2 separate regions of the Sus scrofa genome follow, and region 1 is linked to region 2. The links are chromatin contacts, called in public HiChIP or PLAC-seq maps. All regions are on one chromosome and are shown on one strand. Each heading gives the region's core, a stretch centred on a gene start, on an enhancer-like site or on the middle of the called end of the contact. The rest is flanking DNA. Distances are from core to core; before and after follow the strand shown. Region 1 holds the start of TMEM131 (transmembrane protein 131). Region 2 holds the start of VWA3B (von Willebrand factor A domain-containing protein 3B).

Evidence for each region. HiChIP or PLAC-seq counts read pairs in DNA pulled down with a chosen protein or histone mark.
Region 1: a contact with region 2 is called in an H3K27ac HiChIP or PLAC-seq map of skeletal muscle. The contact joins the promoter of TMEM131 here to the promoter of VWA3B in region 2. A contact is called at or near these places in 1 of 5 promoter capture datasets (liver), 4 of 47 Hi-C or Micro-C datasets (embryonic fibroblasts, liver and skeletal muscle) and 2 of 2 datasets of contacts at active chromatin or transcription factors (alveolar macrophages and skeletal muscle).

Annotation. Positions count from the first base shown.
Region 1 is chr3:56,275,810-56,278,610 of Sscrofa11.1, forward strand. TMEM131 (transmembrane protein 131) reads left to right here and starts at 1,321. Exons shown (of 41, transcript XM_021087250.1): 1 at 1,321-2,078. The coding sequence starts at 1,898.
Region 2 is chr3:56,172,138-56,174,861 of Sscrofa11.1, forward strand. It overlaps VWA3B (von Willebrand factor A domain-containing protein 3B), which reads right to left and starts at 1,460. Exons shown (of 27, transcript XM_021087236.1): 1 at 1,321-1,460.

The DNA.
Region 1 (2,801 bases), core at 71-2,570, 100 kb after region 2:
TCTGTATATGTCTAAGCTCCAATTATAGATATAAACTCAGTTCTCATGGGGCTCTAGAGCCTCAGGCTAATCAAAGGACATGGTTAATTCCTGTGTAAGAGAACCTGAGCATTTCATGGTTGGAGAGGTTTGTCTGCCCTGAACCTGGCAATGGGGGAAGGACTGCTGACTCCCAGTGCTGCACACTGGAGGTAAGCTTGGACCCAGCTAAGGCATTCAGTGACTTATTCTTGGGCTTGATTTCTTCAGTGAGTTAAAAAGCTTTCCAGAAATCTCTTGCCTTAGGCCTACAAACATGGAAAACCGAACTTAGATATATTAATTATCCCTATTTAATTACCTCAAGAACAGCATTTGATTATTCAATTTTGACACTAATCATCAGAAAAATATAATGGCTTTTCAAAATCAGGGTAAGGCTATTAAAATATACAAATTTATTAAGTAAAATAAAGTGCTCCTGACAAAGAAGACTACTGCATAGGATAGTACTTTGGGTTTAAGTCTTCCTGAAATTTTATTTTCCCACGTAGCTTGGTCCGAGACTTATTAGGGGTGGACTTGGCCTTAAAAATACAACGATTCACTCAACAAATTCTGCGAAGTGTTTAAGGAGGTGGCTCAGGAGTTAGGGGAAGTTACTAAAATAGTTACTAAGTTAGGAGTTAGGGGAAGTTACTGATTAAAGAGGGACCACGTAGAGAATAGCCACGCCCACCAAGAACCTCGACCTAAAATGGAAAGGGCATCTAGGAGGCATGAGGTGACTTCCTGAAGGAGACTAAAAGAGGTGGCCTTTGAGTTGGGCTTTTTATGTTAATAAAATGTCTTAAGAATACTTCCAAGCCGGAGAAAGCCAGCATAGCCACTAGACGTATTTCTTAAGTACAATCTGCCTTCCACGGTCACTGCTGCACCCCCATCACACACAAAGCAAAGAGTTTTTCCCGTATCAAAGTTGGCACAATCCAAGGTAAGGAGGATTACATTAAGCGTTCCTCGGTGCTGTGTCTATAAGGAAACAAAGACGAATAGAGCAGGTCCCTGTCCCCAAGACAGCACCATCAGGCACTGAATCAGGCCTGGGGTATTCTCGAAGCGACTGGGAGGCGGAGGTGCGGCCAGGAGTAGTCACTGGATAGGATTTTCCGCGCTGGACCACGAGGTCCGGATGCGCACTCATTCCCCTGGAAGGCTCTCGCACTGCAGTACCGGAGATGCAGGGGTTTGTTCCGACCTCGGAGCAGCTGCCCAACCTCCCCAAGCGCCCCGCAGCCCCGCCCCCGCGCCAGGGCGGCTGCGCGGCCAGGCCTCCCCGTCCCCACGTGATCTTCGTCACTGGCACTGCGAAGCATGAGCCGCCATCACAAGTCCTGGCGGCTGGGCCCTGGCCTGCCTCGCTCATTCTCCTCCTCCTCGGCGGGGTAGCGGTGACGGGTTGGGGTTGTGCTTCCAGTGTCCCGTCTGGCCGCTGAAGCCGCGGGCCTCCAAGAGCGCGAAGGGGAGGTCGGACCCGCGGACTCCCGAGCGGATAGACCTGCTTGCTGTCCAGGTGACGGCACGGCGGGGGCGGTGCCCGGGGCCGCGCCCCGCCCCTCGCAGGCCAGCGCCCAGAGCCCGCGGCCCTTGCCCGTTTCCAGTATGGCCGCCCGCCGCGCTTGACCCGCGGCCTCTCCGCTTCGACTCTTCGTAGGCGATGCCGAGGCCGAGGCCGTGACTGACACTCTCGCTCGCACGCACGCACGGACCAGACCCACGCCCGGAGCCCGAGCCCTGGGCCCGGAACTGCTCTCGCTCCCGGCTCCACGGCCAGAACCCGGACCACGGCTCCCGCGCCGCCGCCTCGCCGAGAAGGACCGCGCCGCACCTCGAGCGCGGCGGCCCCCGGCCGGCAGGGATGGGGAAGCGGGCGGGAGGAGGAGCAGCAGGAGCCGCCGCCGTCTCCACGTCTGCCGGGGCTGGTCTGGAGCCCGCGGCCGGCCGCGGCGGGGGCCCCCGGAGTGCGGCCGCTGGCCTCCTGGGAGCACTACACCTGGTGATGACTCTCGTCGTGGCCGCGGCGCGGGCCGAGAAGGAAGGTGGGTGTCAGCCGGCCGGCATCTCCTAGTCCCGGCCCCGCGGCTGTCACCGCGCCCTCGCGGAGGCCGCTGCCGGGCTGCGACCGGGGAGGAAGGGCCGCGGCTCCGGTCTGCGTCCGGCGCGAAGTTGCTCGGTCGAGTCCTGTCCCGAGCCGGGAACTTGGAGTTCGGGTGCCAACTCGCGGCGTTGGCCGCACAGAGTTGCTCTCATTCTCCGTGATTCCTTCCCCTTGTCTTTCCTTTGGTCTCCTGTCACTGCCATTTCAAAACTTCCCCGGTTCTCGTTATTCTTGCCTCTTGGTCCACTATGTAGGAGGGGCGTATTTTTAGACTTGATTGCTGTTAATAGGAGAATTTTAGGACTTTTTTTTTCTTTTCTTTTTTTGGTTGCAGCTTTAATAACGGCGTGGGAAGAGAGCTCACTTTAAAATGCAGTAAAAAATAGCGAGACTAGTGGAGAGACTTAAAACAGCTTACCAAATTTTACTTTGGAATTGTTAAAACAATTCTTGGGGAGGAATCCTGTTCTTTAGCTTCCCCGTCCAGTATCGCTTTGCAGTGTTGATTGTTTAGCGAATTCTCCCTTTCTCAGATATATTTCTTCTTAGCCCTCTATTAAGCTGTTGAAGCTATGCCTATACTTTTTTACATATTTTAAGATACATAATTGTTTGTCGTTGTCTTTAATGTGAAAGACTTTAAAAACAAATGGCAAGTTTCAAG
Region 2 (2,724 bases), core at 210-2,709:
TATTTTCTCTTGAAAATAAAATTATACTTATGAAAAGCATCTTTAAATCCTTAATGGAGGATTCCACAAGCAAGTATTGTTGTACTGTATTGGGCTATTAAACTGTTTTAGATTTTAAAACTCAAGAAGTGACCAGATTGTTTATAGATTGTCGAGTCAAGTATGGAATAAAACAGGAGTTCCTGTCACGGCTAGGCGGTTAACAAATCTGACTAGCATTCATGAGGATGAAGGTTCTATCCCTGGCCTTGCTCTGTGGGTTAAGGATCCAGCGTTGCTGTGAGTTGTGCTATGGGTTGCAGATGTGGCTCAGATCCTGTGTGGCCATGGCCGTGGCCAGCAGCTACAGCTCCAATTCAATTCCTAGCCTGGGAACTTCCATGTGCCTCCAGGGCAGCCCTAAATTTAAAAAAAAGCAAAATAATAATAATAATTCTGTCCCCAACAGAAAAGTCTACTTCACCTACAGAGGTTTACTTTTCCTACATTCTTTTAATGCCTTTCTAACTTTAAAAGTACTGAAAAGTTTTATCTCAGATCATAAAATCATTCCTTAAAGTTATTAGATCGTATACCATTTGCCCTGAAAATGACACCTGCCAACCACACCCCATCAAAAAAAAACAAACCAAACTTTAACAGTACTGAAGATTCTGATCAGAAGGCAAGTAGTATAGTGGTCACACCCACGTTTGCCAATGCCACATTAAGCCCTGCTGTCCACACCCTGCCAGACTCACATTCCCAGGTCATGTGGCTGAGAGGGTGCATACAGCATCGACAGGGCCAAACCCACTGCTTCCTGCTGTCACCCCAGGCACTCCTATCCCCACATTCCCACAAGCATTCTCCCTTCCCTAAGACACTTGCCACTTATCTGCACGTCACTGCAGATGACTATGCTTCTCTCAGTGATGTTTAGATGCCCATAATCATTCTTAGGGAGCTGTTTAATCCTAATTACTTAAATTGTGGACAGATAAATGAGCAAAAGTTTAGGTCATTCTGAAGTACCATATAGCTGATACGGACCTGCACTAGCCACAGGAGGATTCACCTCATTTTCGTTTGCCGAGTGGTCTAGAATAAGAATACCTTTAGCACAGGTGTGAAATGCCATTTTACCAAATTTTACACATTTGTTTTAAACTTACAGTTGATAGATATTTTGTATCCCCCAACTTCAACCTCAGTAATTGATATTTAGCATATCACTCCCATCCTTAAAGCAATGTTCAACCTGAGTTTAATCGTTCAGGGCCCATTTTATACTTTTAGCCTCTTTGCCCACAACTCAAACCCTCCAGCAGATAGACTAACCTGGTCCTTGCCTCTGACCACAGACGACTTTACTCTGACACCTGCTTCATCTGAATAACCACACCAGGACCTTCAAGGCTACCTCAACCTCCTCTGTCTTCATTAGGCCCTCAGGGACCCTCCAGCCCCAATCATGTCTCTCCACCTGTCCAGACTCAGAGCATCCGTTGTCAGCATCACACTCTTGGCACGGGGCACTGCCTTGTGACTGCCCTTACATTGTTATTTGATCTTTGTGCTGTTTGCTTTTCAGGTTGAATGTTTTTTCTTTTTCCTTAAACAAGTCTATTGCTGGCACTACTGGGCTTGTGATCATGATTAGAATCTGGGTGGGTGCAGGGCAGGGAGGGTGATGTTTGAAGCAAAAGGAGGAAAAGCAATTTTCTTGAGCCCACCACAAAAACTGGAACCAGAGAGAAAGAGAATGTTAATTCAAGGAAATTGTATCTATGTATGCGAAGGAGTCTGAGAGGGCGTTAACACAGAAACACTCCTGAAGAGGAATAGAGAAGTGGAGAGTAAAGCACCTAATTCAGGCACTGTTGAACCTTGGTTGGCACTGTTGGTCCAGGGAGCTGGCTGCCAGGGGCTGCCGTAGGCAGTCCGGTCAGGATGGGCAAAGTCCAAACAGACATGTGTATATAATAGGTTACTCTTCAGTTCACTGTTCTTTGTTTGAGGACTGAATGCAGGCCTGTGGCTCTCAGTCTAACAATCTTTCATGAGGAACAGAGGTTTTAGGTGTAACTGTTCTACCCTTGACAATGACTATGCTCAGTGTTAATCAACATTTAAAAGTAATAGTTAGATGGAGTTCCCACTGTGGTTCAGAGGAAACAAATCTGACTAGTATCCATGAGGACGCAGGTTGGATCCCTGGCCTTGCTCAGTGGGTTGGGGATCCGAGGTTGCCTTGAGCTATGGCGTAGGTCACAGATTTGGCTCAGATCCCTGGTTGCTGTGGCTGTGGCATAGGCCAGCTTCTACAGCTCCAAGTTAACCCCTAGCCTGGGAACCTCCAAATGCCGCAGTTGCGGCCCTGAAAAAAAAAAAAAAAAAAAAAAAAGTAATAGCTAGAATTTCTTGAATTAGACAATGCCCTAAGCATTTATTCAATCCACATAAAAGCTCCAGAAGGGAAATACCATTATTATTCCCATTTGACAGACAAGTAAACTGAGGCATAAAATCAGGCAGCTTCTCCAAGGCCAGCCAGCTCCAGATTTTGAACCCAGGCAGCCTGCCTCAACACCCTGCTCTCATAATTATGTGCTGCGATTATCAATTGTTGGCTTTAGTTTCTCCAAAAGAAATTTTCTGCCATCTCAGTTGTACACTTAGAATTGGATATTAATGCCCCAATGAAAACCTCATGGGACTTGAATGGGCTTTTAACAGAATGCA